3 separate regions of the Mus musculus genome follow, and all the other regions are linked to region 1. Evidence: chromatin contacts called from public Hi-C and HiChIP or PLAC-seq data. All regions are on one chromosome and are shown on one strand. Each heading gives the region's core, a stretch centred on a gene start, on an enhancer-like site or on the middle of the called end of the contact. The rest is flanking DNA. Distances are from core to core; before and after follow the strand shown.

What was found. A called contact is a pair of places that touch in the nucleus more often than the background predicts. HiChIP or PLAC-seq counts read pairs in DNA pulled down with a chosen protein or histone mark.
Region 2: a contact with region 1 is called in a BATF HiChIP or PLAC-seq map of CD8 T cells, with 5 read pairs. The contact joins two enhancer-like sites. A contact is called at or near these places in 2 of 484 Hi-C or Micro-C datasets (the C2C12 cell line and nephron progenitors) and 1 of 115 datasets of contacts at active chromatin or transcription factors (CD8 T cells).
Region 3: a Hi-C map of Th1 cells shows a contact between it and region 1, with 5 times the contacts expected there. The contact joins two enhancer-like sites. A contact is called at or near these places in 1 of 39 promoter capture datasets (cranial neural crest), 2 of 484 Hi-C or Micro-C datasets (Th1 cells and spermatogonial stem cells) and 1 of 115 datasets of contacts at active chromatin or transcription factors (CD8 T cells).

Annotation. Positions count from the first base shown.
Region 1 is chr16:50,202,725-50,207,542 of GRCm38.p6, reverse strand. The region is part of intron 14 of Bbx (bobby sox HMG box containing); the gene reads left to right. Among named protein-coding and RNA genes, the nearest start is that of Gm4827, 130 kb to the right of the region's middle. Within about 2 kb of position 1,587, at least 29 of the 459 cell types and tissues checked have an H3K27ac peak or open chromatin away from gene starts, as enhancers often do. A contact at or near this core is called in CD8 T cells and Th1 cells, where this site is marked.
Region 2 is chr16:49,886,771-49,891,302 of GRCm38.p6, reverse strand. All of the region lies in intron 3 of Cd47 (CD47 antigen (Rh-related antigen, integrin-associated signal transducer)), which reads right to left. Among named protein-coding and RNA genes, the nearest start is that of Cd47, 33 kb to the right of the region's middle. Within about 2 kb of position 3,007, at least 80 of the 459 cell types and tissues checked have an H3K27ac peak or open chromatin away from gene starts, as enhancers often do. A contact at or near this core is called in CD8 T cells, where this site is marked.
Region 3 is chr16:49,789,365-49,793,725 of GRCm38.p6, reverse strand. No RefSeq gene overlaps it. Among named protein-coding and RNA genes, the nearest start is that of Gm16619, 9.0 kb to the left of the region's middle. Within about 2 kb of position 2,770, at least 98 of the 459 cell types and tissues checked have an H3K27ac peak or open chromatin away from gene starts, as enhancers often do. A contact at or near this core is called in CD8 T cells and Th1 cells, where this site is marked.

The DNA.
Region 1 (4,818 bases), core at 338-2,837:
CATATATTGAGCAAAACTTTGAAGACCCAGCTCTGAAAAGTGTGAATCCTTTACTTACAAGAGAACATAAATTCATACATAGCCAGAAAGATGGAACTCAATTTGAGCATCAGAAAATCACTCGTCGTTTCCAGTGACTCGCTAGTTATTGACTCTGATGCCATTCCCAGTACTCAGTTATTCAGGTGGTAATACTGTACTACCCGGGCCCTGTCTCATCCTTTCTTATACCTATGGCCACATCACTGTCTGTTAAACTTTGTGAAACTTTGCTTTGCGGGGCGTAAATATAGAAAGACAGGATGAAACCACAGTACAAGGTACTTTTAGAATGTGTCAGAAAGAAGGGGAACGTGTCCACCGCCTAGAATCGGCAAGATTTTTCTTGTCAACTGAGAAGACCTACCGTAGTCAGTTTGTCTTTCCATGGAATGTGGTGACTAAAGATTTTTAACTCCACAATGGTGGTATGATGATAGTTAGTACTTAATGACACTTAGAGGGCTTTTCTTTTTGTGAGGTTTTAAAATTTTGATTGTGACCCCATTGAATTAAGGACAGTTATTAGCCCCAAACACCTGATTTAAAAAAAAAATGTAGGTCAATTAAACGATAAAGACAGAAAAAAACAGAATTCTTTCTACTTAAGCACTTTGGACATTACTGTTTCATTTTTCCAAGCAGATCTGTCAACTTTTAGCCCTCATTGGGTTTGCTGTAATCCTAGCATCCTGGAGACTAAGGTGGGAGGGGGTTGCCTTGAACTTTAGGGAAGCCTGGTCTATCTAATAAGTGCCAAGCTAGCCAGGGATATGTTCAAAATCTCCATCAGAGTAGTTTCTTTGCAATTTGTAATATAGTTCCAGGAATTAATGGCAGGCAGCCTGTTTGTACAGGGAGATCTTTAAATGTGATCCATACAGCCCTAACTGGATCTGTTTCCCATGTTTGGAACTGTAGCTCTATAACTCCAGCAAAGTCTCCCAGAATCATAAATCTGGCTCCTTCATTCCTTTCTCTTTTCATTCAGCATCTGACTTGTTTTAGTTCACGGGAGACCAACCAAAGGCAATGAGATTTCAAATACAGCCATAATGATTTCAATGCAACTGAATTTCCCAGTTGGAATGTAAATTCCCGATTCTAGTAGCCTCGTGGGGTGCAGTCCAAGTACAGTGCTGTTTTCCCAAAGAATACTCTTCCACATTTGGGGAGCACTTTGGAAAACAAAGCCGTCTCTTTCTGCCACCGTCTTAATGTGGCTCCAGGAGTAAGCTGGCATTATCACCCTCAGATGATGCACTTCACGTGTGCTATGGTTATTGTCGAGTGTGAAAGCCAGCCCTGTGGACTTGTTCCAGTGCCTGAGGAATTTTGTGTGTTCAATTAAAAGTCTAAAGAGAAGTGACTAATGTGCTTTGGATGGCAAAGTCTTTCTTTCCTCACACATCCGCTTGTTTGAGTGGGGGAAGAAAGGCTTGATTTCCTCCCGAGCTGTTTGAGTTTGTGCCCCACATGCCCTGCCTCTCACTTACTTTGCTTTGGTTGGTGTGGCTGAGTACTGTTTTGTCACAGAGGACTATGTATTTGACTCACCCTTACTGTCCTCAGGTCTTCCATCTTAGTAGATTGTCCCTGAGGGGGTGACCCTGTACATAGGCCTCTGTGCATAGCTGTGTTTTCTGGATTTAATATCAAGGCAAAGTGTGGGGCAAGTGAGACCTTTAGCTCTCCATTCATTACCTCTCTAACACGGTCTTAGCTCTTATTCCATACCTTTGTCAGGTATGAATAATCTGCAGGGTCTATGATTTCTTCTAGATCTGATACTAGGTTTAGGTGAAATGATAATAACAATAATAGATTTAGCTGTGTAAGTTCATTCGGGGGCGCTGACACAGAGTTCCCATGGGACTATATTATACATTGCCTTGCACCTAGTCTGTAACTTGTTACTTCTTTGCTTTCTCCTAATAAGCTGACATCTAGAACTTGACTGTTACTCCTGTCTGCATGTGGACCTGAATTCTCCTCCTGTACCTGGCCTTTAGCAGCCATGCCTTTGGTCTCTAATGTGTCTTTATCAGGGTCATCTGAAGAGACTTTCAAAAGAGCAATACTTAGTAGAATGCTGTTACCTCAGGGCTCACCAGTGAAAATCAATAAGTTAAAACAATGCTAATCCACAAGTGTCCCTCCTAATTGGGACCCTGGACTGACAAAGATGCTTCTTCTTCTCAACACCATTATTTTCTATAAAACTGTTAGTGTAGGCTATGTGGCGAAACTACCCTTTTAGGTCTGAGTGTCTTCTTTAGAGTTAACCCAGCCCAGTTCACATCTGTATGTAGAAACACATGGTCCCACAGTTAGTAAACTGCAGTTCAAGAGGAGATGAGTCCTTGTGTCTGTGGCTGGATTCTCTGAAATCTTGTTATCTCAGGAAGTCAGATGATGTTTCACAAACCACTTGGCCTTTTCTTTTCCTAACACAATTTTCTTTTCACCGTTGGACCCTGTGCTTTGCACTTCTTACCACACGTTTTAGATTTTTTTTAGCAAAGGGAAATGAGTATGTTTTGGGGATCCCCACCTGTGAAGTAGCAGTGGCACTGGGGAGTTGAGCAGAAATCCCTCCAGAGTGACAGGAGGGATAAGCAAAGCTGAGGCTTATGAAAGTGCAACAGACATTATTTGATGTTCATTGCAAATCCAGGTTGGGCTTCTTTCACCTTGTCTGAAGCTTTGAGTTTTAAGGCTATCTAGTCATTAAACTTACTTGAATTATTCCTAACTAAATTGTAGCAAATTTTTTTATTAAAGCTTTTATATTTAAAGAGCTTACATATATATTTCCATTGGCCCATGCTAAGCTAAGAAGCAAAGAACCAGTAGTCTAAGCCTGAGTACCTATGATGAAAGCTATTCTGCTCTTGAACCTGGGACTAGGTCTAAATTATAAGAAGGCCTTTTCTCTGATTGTGGAGTCCATACTTTCGATAGTGCTTAGAGGCATGCTTACCGGGTGTTTTGAGGCAGTGCTGTGAAACCAGTAATTGCTGCCTTAAGCCTGTCCCCACACAGCCATTTGTGTTGCAGTACTGAGATACTGATACACGGCCAAAAAGAAGTCCATACTCTATTTTGGTGGAATTGTAGTAATTTTCCTATGTGTTTGGAGTATGAATCAACCTCTTCATTTCAGATATCTATGATTTCCAGGGCAAAAAAAAAAAATCTCTAATTTGTAGTCCTCTTTTGTCAAGGCTATATCTAAAATCACTATAGAGCTAGATTAAAATTTTCAATTAGACTTAGAGGAGTATTTATACCAGCAGTGAGTTTCACACACTTAGAGCTGTTCTTACTAGATTTTTCTCTTGCTCTTTTTTTTTATACTGTACATATATTTTTGTTTTTGTTTAGTTGGTTGGTTGGTTGGTTGGTTTTTCAAGACAAAGATTCACTGGTTGTTCTAAAACTCACTCTGTAGAGCAGGTTGACCTCAACTTTAAACATCCTTTGGCCTCTGCCTCCCAAGTCATTTCCTGACCTAGTCTTCCCTTTTCTTTGTCAAAAATGATTTCTGTGCCTACTATTAGGAGATTGAATGACTACTAACGTTTTTCCTGTCCAAAACCTTAGCTCAGTCACTGGCATAAAAAAAAAAAGAAAAAAGAAAAAAAGCACCAATCATGAAACTTGATTGCTTTTACTTTTATAAATCTATTTATTTTAGATGTATGGATGTTTTGCCTCCTTGTGTAAGTATTTTATGTTCAAGTATGTCTGCATATTACATGTGTGCTAGTGTTCTCCGAGGCCCAAGGACAGTATTGAATTCCCTGGGACTGGAGTTCCAGAGGGTTATTATTTGCCACATGGGCGCTGGGAATCAAACCCAGGTCCTCAGGAAGAGCAGCCACTCGGCTTAGTGCTGAGCCGCCTCTCTAGTCCCATAGGATATTTACTTTTTTTAATGATTACTATACTGTAATTACATGTTTCTTTCTTTTTTTTTAATTTCAAAATAAGGGAGTGGAAGGAGGAATACATAAGGAAGTTAGTGTGTGGGACAAGTGTTCCCATGTAATCAAAACCAAGGAAGAAGACTTTTAATGGCCTGTACCTTCCATACCCTTGATGGTAGTCACTGAGAATTCAGTCCTGTGTTATTAAATGATTTATTGGTTTTGTAATTACAGTGCCAAAACCCAGTCTCTCCATGAACTGTGCTTCATTCAATTATCTCATTAAGTGTGTTCACTCTGTCCAAGAATTCAGAGTCCCATTTGCATGCTGACCCTACCAATGTTTATCTTATCCTTATCTGATAAGTCTGTATGCATGAGAAAAGTTTAAGCCTCACAGTTTTTCTACTTTGTCCAGCCTGGTGCTTCAAGGTAAATGTCCCAGCTGTTAATGTGAATATAAGAAGTACATATTTAATCTCTATGTCTTCAAACAAGAAAGTACTGTTATCATCCTACCCAACTGTACTGGCCCAGAAGGTCTCAGAAAGGTGCCCTGGCCACACCCAGAACTTGTGATCTCTTAGGATACAGGCAGTAGGCTTGCATACATTAATACCTCCACCTACCAGATCAAACACTGTACCAAATCCAAAGATGATGAAGAGGGAGTGAGGGAGCTGAGGGTGGAGGTCACTGGTGGGAGGCAGGTCACTCATGAAATGCCTGCTGTTCATACGTGATCTAGTCCTTCACAGTGTAAAAGAGGCATGAGAGGATGTGTTTGCAACCTCTACAAATTTAAGGAAAATATAAATAAGTAGCAAACAAATTGTGGGAATTTTTC
Region 2 (4,532 bases), core at 1,758-4,257, 320 kb after region 1:
TACCAGTGTTCTTAGCTACAGTGAGATTCCAAAGAACCCAATCATCAAGGTTTTCTGCTGGTGGTCTCTTCTTGTTCCTTAACCAGTAGATTTATCTCTATCCATGCCATTTATCAAGGTGTTAAACACAAAGAGACAACATGAAATAAAGCAATTTACCAAACATTTAAGATAAAAATAATTTTAGTGTATTCTTCCTCCTCTCTCTTTCTTCCCTTATTTCAAGACCGGGTTTCTGTACGTCACCCTGGCTGTCCTAGAACTCACTATGTAGACCATTCTGACCTTGAACTCACAGGGATCTGCCAGTCTCTGCCTCTTAAGTGCTGGGATTAAAGGTGTTTACGACATACCCATCTTAATTTAATGTTTTCTTAACGGAAGGTTTTTACCAAACTTTCTAGTATAATTTTGTAATGCAGCAGAATAAGCCATGTGACTTCAACAATGTGTGTGCTTTTAAAGATTTCCCCTCAGCCAAAACTCCTGAAATCAACACTTAAAATACATTTTAAAGATAACGGCATTGATGGCCTTGCTTTATTTCTGGAGACGTTTTCTCACTATGCAACCCTGGATAGCTTGGAACTCAATTTCCAGATCAACCTGGGATTAAAGTATGTGCCACCACTCCTCTCCCAGAATTTGTAGATTTTTAAAAAAAGTTTCTAACATTACTGCTACCAGATACAGGAAAAGCAATGAAAAGCAGTTATCAGGGGAAATCATACAATTTTGTGATGTAGTCTCCCTGTATAACTCATGCTGACCTTGACTCTCCATCCCTCCTACATCTGCCTCTCAAGTGCTGGGATCCCAGGAGTATAGCACCTTGCCTGGCACAACGTGACAGTATTAACCATAACATTAGATATTCTTCTAATTCAAATATATGCTTTATAATTTCATATCATATGTCAAATAAGATAGGTTGGATCATTTATACATTTTTACTGTGTATGCTGTGACACATCCTTTTATTAGTTCGAGTCAAGGAACAGGTCGCAGATTGCTTTATTCAACAAGAATTAAGGACTACCAATCCACAGAAGGCATAGGTCTAAGCCTAGTCTTAGTTCCTTGAGCACTAAACCTTTGCAATCCCAGTGAACAAAAAAAGGTGTGCTCTTCTAGCAACCTGAACGAGGAGTTAATGTTATGAACAAACCTGATTTTTCGGGTCTCTGCCACTGACACAGAGCACACATTAAGATGGCACATGAGTTGTGGCTGAAGAAATCTAGTAAAATAACCAAGCCAATTTGGGGTTAAATCAAATCTCTCATGTTAAATTTTTATGATCCTCTAAAAGTGAGATACAGAGCAGCCACAAAGGCCCACACAGACTGGAGGCTACCTAGAAAAAAATCTAACACTTGCTCAAAAGACATGACATTCAAATAGTCCCTAGCCACATGACTATTGAGAAGAGACAGAAGGTATACTATCGAGATAAAATTTATATCAGATTAAGAGTAAATCATAAAGGGAGACAAACCATCGATTTAATTATTATACTGTTCCTTTCAGATAACTCTGGCAAGGTAATTTAGAATCCTTAGGCATCCGTTGGGAAGAAACCAATATTATTTTCAATATAATTTGATAAAGTACATATGATAACTTTTAAAATCAAAGTACAATTTCATTATTTAAACACACACACAAAGATGAAGGCCTTGTGGAACTGGTGCTGGAGAAAAATGGACTGCCATGCATAAAGTGTTTATTTGCTGGAAGTGAGTAAGATAACTGTAATAAATTCCACATCCTAGCCAACTTCTCTGATGAAATAAGTTTATCAGGCTGAACACTACAAAAGATCATATTCCTTGTCCACAGGCCTAGAAAAAAAAACAGCCTTTTTTTTTTTTTATGGCAAATATATGAGCACAACAGAAGGGAATGTCCAGCAGACATCTCCCAAAGACAAATTATTCTGGTCTAATGAAAGTTTTCAGAATTTCAGAGGATATTCATGAGTAGTGCTGTCAGATTTTGAAAGTGTAAAGGAATTGGTGACTCTATTTATGTAAGAGTAGAATGCTGTGCTACAGTTTGGCCCAATTCTTCCTACAATGAAGTCAGTGAGTAACGACATGGCTTAGTGATCGTATGAGCACTCCAGGGAAGAGCCAAGCTTAACACTGTTGAATAAAATTCACATTAAACTTAGCATAAATTCACATTACCATTAGGGGTCACCAACCAGGTCACAGACTGACTTTCTGTAATAATATTTGTCAGAATACTTTTGTTCTCTGGTTTGGATAGAAATCGCCACTGCAATGTAGTGTTTGCCCTCATTTCTCCCGAATTATTTTTCCTGTTCAGTAAGAAAAACCCCTAAAAACATCACTTGGTTTACAAGTGCTTTCAAAGAAAGGTCTTGTTACTTTCAATAATCTAGGCTTTGAGGACTTACATGAGTCCTCAAGGCTCTTATGATGGAAAATTGATTTTCTCAAATTTCCCAACAATGATCATAGTGACATTTTCCCAAATAGCACCAAGAGATAACCAAATTCCTCGTGGGGCAATTTTGAGTGGGCACAAGAAGAAAAAGTAAATGAATGGTGTCTAGAATACACAGAAGTAAATCCCAGTAGCTCTCATGTTACACTCTTCTGGCATGCATGGGTCCCATGGTTAACTTGTGTAACTCTAGTCCTTCAAATACAGTTTGAAGTTTCATTACCAAAGTGCAACCAGAGAGTAGTCATGAAGTATGCTCCATGAGACGTCTTTAATACACAACTCACAATATGAAATAAATAGAAGAAGTGTCATCATGTCACAACTACTGAAGACCAGCCACTGCATGGTTATGCTAAGTTTGGGCAGACAGCCAAGCGCCTGGTTATGATATCTCCCCTCGTCTCCCAGTGATCAGCCCACAGGCACTCAATGTATCATCAAAAAAGGAAACTGGGCAAGAGGGGTGAACGAGCCAGGAAATGACAAGTGTGAGCACTGCGTGTGACATTGCAATAGACCATAAGCAGAGTTACAGGAGAGCTGCTATGGGGATGCTGACACTGCCACCACGGAGCACCACTCCAGATGCAGCCTGGGCAGCTCGAGGATGGTGAACTCACTAACACGAGTGAAGTTAAGGATCATGTGACAATGGGAATGTCCCTGAGGATGTGACTCTGGAAAACAAATGGCAAAACAAACAAAAAAACAAACAATAGCAAACTCCAACAACAAAAACATCAAATAAAAAAAACCACATCACAGAATTCTGAACCCTGAAACAGAGTATAAAGCTGCCAGCTGCAGGCTAATAGGAACTAAGAAGGGAGCCTGACAGTTTACCAGGGGATGTCTGCTCTGTTTCCAAAGCCACAGAGCAAGACAAAAAGCATCAAGCTATATTTAACATGACATTTAAAATACTGACGTTTTAGCAGTCTGATCTGCCATGTAATACTTTCAACATTAGTATTATTTTTGTTTTCTAATACAGCTATAGTAGGGAAGTTTTAATATTTTCAAAGGTTTGGGTTTTTTGTTTGTTTGGTTTGTTTGGTTTTTGGTTTTTGGGGTTTTTTTGTTTGTTTGTTTTTTTGTTTTTTTTTTCTGTATTTTTAATTTTTGTACAGGCTCTTACTATGTCGCTCTGGTGTTTGTTCTGTAATGCTAAGATCACAGGACCATACCACCAATGCGGCTTTTTTTGATAACATGTTTTGAAGGCCACTGTATGATGGTAATTTTCCTATCTATTATCAAGACTGTTTGCAGAGCTCGGCTTTCACAGTCAGGTTCATGGCCATGCTGCTGAGTGCATACTAAAGATCATCTATCAATATAGGACAAGGGTTAAAAGAAAAGAAAACAAAGAATGGACAGCCAGTGTTTTATGTAGAGCTGGGCCTTAAGCCTGAAAGAGCTACAGTACAATGCAGTACTTGAAAGCACCTATCAGCTATCAAAATGTAGGAAAGAACTTATATTGTCACAGTATAGATGAAGAACCCCCCAAATCAGCCAGGAGCCAATAGCATGACTAACTCTTGAGTTGATCCAAGATAATTGGTCTATCTTCAGGTTTCTATTGCTGTGATAAACACCATGGCCAAAAGCAGCTTACAGAGCAAAGGGTTTATTTCAGCTTAGAGCTCTCAGGTCAGACTCCATCACTGAGGAAAGGCTACAAGTGTCCTGAGCCGTGCTTCAAGACACAGCTTTCTGTAAACCAACTGTCCTCAAAGGTGTAGGCTTCTTCTTGCAGCATGGTCACAGATTCACATGCACAGCCAGAGAGATCACCGAGAGAAATGTCCTGTGGTCCAGTACAGACCAGAATGAACGGCAAAAATGAACTAGAAATCCAGAAAGGAAAAGTCTTCGTTCTTTGTTAACATAATTGACTGCCATGTGGTGGCCTCAAAGTCAATAGGCTGGGCACAAAGTCAATGGGCATGGGCACATCCACACCTCAAGCCTTCCGCTCAGTGCCCAGCAGTCCCTGTTGGTACGGGTAGAATAAATCATCACTCGAGACCAACATTCTGCTCTATTAT
Region 3 (4,361 bases), core at 1,521-4,020, 420 kb after region 1:
GCTCTAAAAGCAAGTGTGCACTCACTAATCTATCCCTCACTTTTCACTTTCATTTTTAAAATCTTGTTTTCCATGGTAACCTTGCATTCAACAAGGACCTTTAACATCTCACCGCTCTTGGCCTTCCTTATTGGACCTAATGGGGTTAAGGATGCTTAGAAAATTCTTCTCAAACAAGGATTTCCAAGGCTAGGAAAGCATTGATGGTGAATGCTACAGAAAGCAGTAATAGGTATTTCAGCATCATTGCTGGCCCATGTAATGTTTCTTTTTCACTGATGGATTCAGTTTTATTTAAAGACAATGGATTCAATTTTAAAGACATTAATCCATAGAGTAAAGTTGGTAAACAGAATGACATATGTAACCAGTCTTCTGTCTTCACAGGTTTATTGGTGGGTTAAAGTGAATGCTGTCCAAACTGTGAGGTGATATTGAAATCTTTCCACAGTTTCACACTGAGACGCAATAATACAGGTCTTTGTTGTGTAGAGCAGAACTGCCAACTCTAAGTTGGATTTCCTGGAAGGTGGGAGAGAGAGGGTCCTGACTCATAGGCGTGTAGCCTCACTCACAGCAGGAGGGTGAGTAGAAGCAAAATTCCTATTAGGGATAGCTTAAATGGGAACACATTTCATTTTGCAGAAAACACCTTCTAGAACTTGCTTAATAGAGGGCACCTTTGCAGTCAATCACTTCACAAAAGTTTCAAATTGGATCAAAAAAGAAGGGGGCACAGGCTAAGGTTGGGGTTACAGGTCGTGTATTACATCTCCAAGTGCCTATATAATTACACTGTGGTGGTTTTTAGTTGAAAGCTTGTAGATCATAAATAGAGGACTCGTTTACTGGTTCTTGTGAAGCATTGTGGGAAGGAGGACACACGGGTGCTGGCACATGCTCCTGCCAAGCATAGGATAACGAACTTTTATGCAGAGGTTTCAGTCACACAAGAGCTACGATACGGAAGGGTCCAAGAGACAACCCGAAGGACGTCAGAATGGGAAAATTTCCAGGCAAACTCGTTTTGGCACACAACAACTGTAGACACTTCGTCAGAGTTTTAAAAGCCACTTCCTCCTTACACTTCACTTCCACTCTGGAAGCCCAGCTGGGCATTTTCCCTGCTGAGTGGGAGGGTAAAGCAGAGCTCAAGATTAGCTCAGGCTTTAGGCAAAACTGTAATGTAGGTTGTGCCCTGTGTGTTGTTTCTGTGCTTTGACCTGTCTGCACCACCAGGCACGTCACCTCTCCTGATAAACCTACCCCACAGAAATAGCTCCCTGCTCTTTAAACAGAGCCCCCGGTATGATTTCTCTCTTTCTCTTGGTGCCATCTAGAAAGTAATGATTCTAATATTTACTTAACTCAGGACCTTGACTTATGGACATTAATGTGTGCTAATATTTCTAGAGTTCCTGTCTTCTAATAGCATTTCTTGAAAATGGTATTTATTTTTTAAAAGATAAATAAACCCAAGATGAGATTGATGGAAAATATTTGTTCCTCTAGGAAGATTCACAACCCCCCCCACCCCACCCCACCCCATCTCCTGGGTTAGAGGCTGCCACCAAAGCTGGCCGGTGAGTGTATCCTGTCAGGCACTTGCCACCCGTCAATGAGATCACTTGGGAAACTGTCCCCTCTTCTAGTTCAGTGGTGAGCCCTGTGTGCAGCCTCATGTGTATTAATGTACACATACCATTATACACTAATTCACGATGGTTAGCTCTTTGATCGATTGCTGAAAGGATCTTAGTAAATACTTTTGAAAAACATGAGAACAATGTTAAAGATCTCAGGAACTATAGGAATATGATGGGTTAGGAGAAAGCCAGATAGCAATTAAAGGCCAGATGGCGTTTCCTGATGTCTCCTACTTAGTTATTTTAGAAGCCTCAAAAGTCTTGCTGATGGACTTCTGAAATTACTGCTCGAAAATAAGAGATTCCAAGAATCCCTTAAGTGTGTCTGAAGTTCTCTCAGCATCAGAGGTAGATGATTAAGGAACATAACCTTGATCTGTTCTGGACATAAGCACTTTCAATACACAGAAAATATTCCTCAAGCGCTCTGGCGTCTCTGTTTTATCCAGTGACAGGGTCTGTGCTTTATAAGTTGAAATAATACTTTTTACCAAAAATGGTGCATAAAACAGAAACAAAAATAAAATATCCCCATGGCCACAACCATCGCCCAAGTCTTCAAGAAGGAAAAGCCAGAGAAAAGCATTTCAGTGGTACCTTAGGAATACAAAATATAGGAGTTTTGGCTCAGTGTACTATAGGTACTATCCCACTGTAAGGACAGTGGTAGGGCTCAGAGAGTTAGGTGAACTTGGAGGAAGTAGATTAGAATACGAGTGGATAAAAACTCAGCCTTCCAGAGCATGGAGGGTAGGCTTGTGGGTTAACACAAGAAGGAAAGGAAACCTGTCCTCTACCAAAGAGGATGCTGTTGACCACTCCCAAGGAGTCCTGGGGAATTCCTAGTGAGGTTTGCAGTTTGTGCAGAGCGTCTCTCCGTAACAGAGGTCAGCAGTGTAAGTGTAGCTAAGGTCTGTGTTGCTAAGTAAATTCCCTTCAGTCACTTTCTGTCCCCACCCTTGTTTTTTTCTTCCTTTTTATCACTTCCTCTATCTTTTTCTCTCTTTGGCTTCTCTCTTGGCTTTTCCAGTGCTTCAGTTGATAACTATCTACGGAAGTGGTATACTACAAATAACATAGTGCATAAAACCAGTCAAAACCTCTTAACGGTAACTCTCTTTCAGTACATGCTTCACACATACACTGTGCAGCCTGCTTTCATGTCAGCTTGACACAGCGAGAGTCATCTGAAAGAAGGGAGCCTCAATTGAGAAAAATTGTTCCATAAGCTCCATCTCGGTAAACAAGGCTGGAGGGAGTTTTCTTATTTAGTGATTGATGGCAGAGGGTCCAACCTATTGTGTGTGTTCAACTCATGGACCAGTGATCTTGCTATGGGGATGGAAGGGATCAGGATGAGCAAGCCATGAGGGACAAGCCAGTAAATAGCACTCCTTCATGGCTTCTTCACCAGTGCGCTCACCTTTGGGTTCCTGCCCTGCCTGAGTTCCTGCCCCGACTTCCCTTGATGATGGACTATGAAGAGGAAGTAAATAAATAAATAAATGTATAAATTTTAAAAAATAATAAAAAGGAAATAAACTCTTTTCTTCCAAAGTGATTTATGTTCATAACATTTTTTATTTTATTTTATTTTTTATGTTTTATTTTTTTGGTTTTTCGAGACAGGGTTTCTCTGTGTAGCTCTGGCTGTCCTGGAACTCACTCTGTAGACCAGGCTGGCCTCAAACTCAGAAATTTGCCTGCCTCTGCCTCCCAAGTGCTGGGATTAAAGGTGTGCGCCACCATGCCTGGCCCAGCATTTTAACACAATAGAAACCCTAATACACACACACACACACACACACACACACACATACACACACACACACACAGATACACCAATCACTTAATTTCCCCTAAGACTTTTACACTCTAGTAATTTCATGTCCGTGTCATTAGAATTAGTAAACAAATTCAGGTTAATCGATCTGACAGTGAAAAATTACTAGAATACAGAGCATGAATTTTAAGTTACACAGTCTGGTTTCAGAGCCTGTACCCCTTTTTTTCTTTTATATCTTGGGAGATAACAGAAACAAAGTAGGTAAAAAACAAATTATTTTTGTGGTGCCAGGGAGTGGAACCCAGGCCTTGATACATGCTAGGCAGAAACTCTACTGGTAAGTCTCATACCCAGCATTCAATGGTGTATTTATTGTTTGCCTTGGATCATAATGACACAATGTTTTCATTATGGTGCACACGTCTCTGCTTGCCTGAGAGCATTGGCGTTAAAACTATAAGATATGCATGAGAAGCCAAAAGCTAAGCATGCAAAGATTTCCATACCAAGCAGCTTCATGCTGCATTTCTTACACTGGTCTGGGCTGTAGACAGAATGCCTACATTTCTGGTCTGGATAGGTCATCCATCCATTGTCAGCATTCTTGAACTGGACTCTAGGTCCCAAGGATTTGGCCTGTTCCTCTACCCTGACATACTTCATGGCTATCTGTGGGCCACTAGCAGCCTGCTTTAGGAACCACTTCAGATCATTTCGCTTCTTTGTCTCCATCTTTGACTTACTCTGAGACCCAGAAGAGGATGAGACGACTGATTAGTATTCTTACTTACAACCCTTAACGTTGATGGGACTAATTGATGAACCAGTAATTTAGAATCCCCATGCATGAGTCAGGCACATTGGCACATGCATATTATCCTAGCACTTGGAAAGCTGAGACAGGAGGATTACCACAAGTTTGAGCCTAC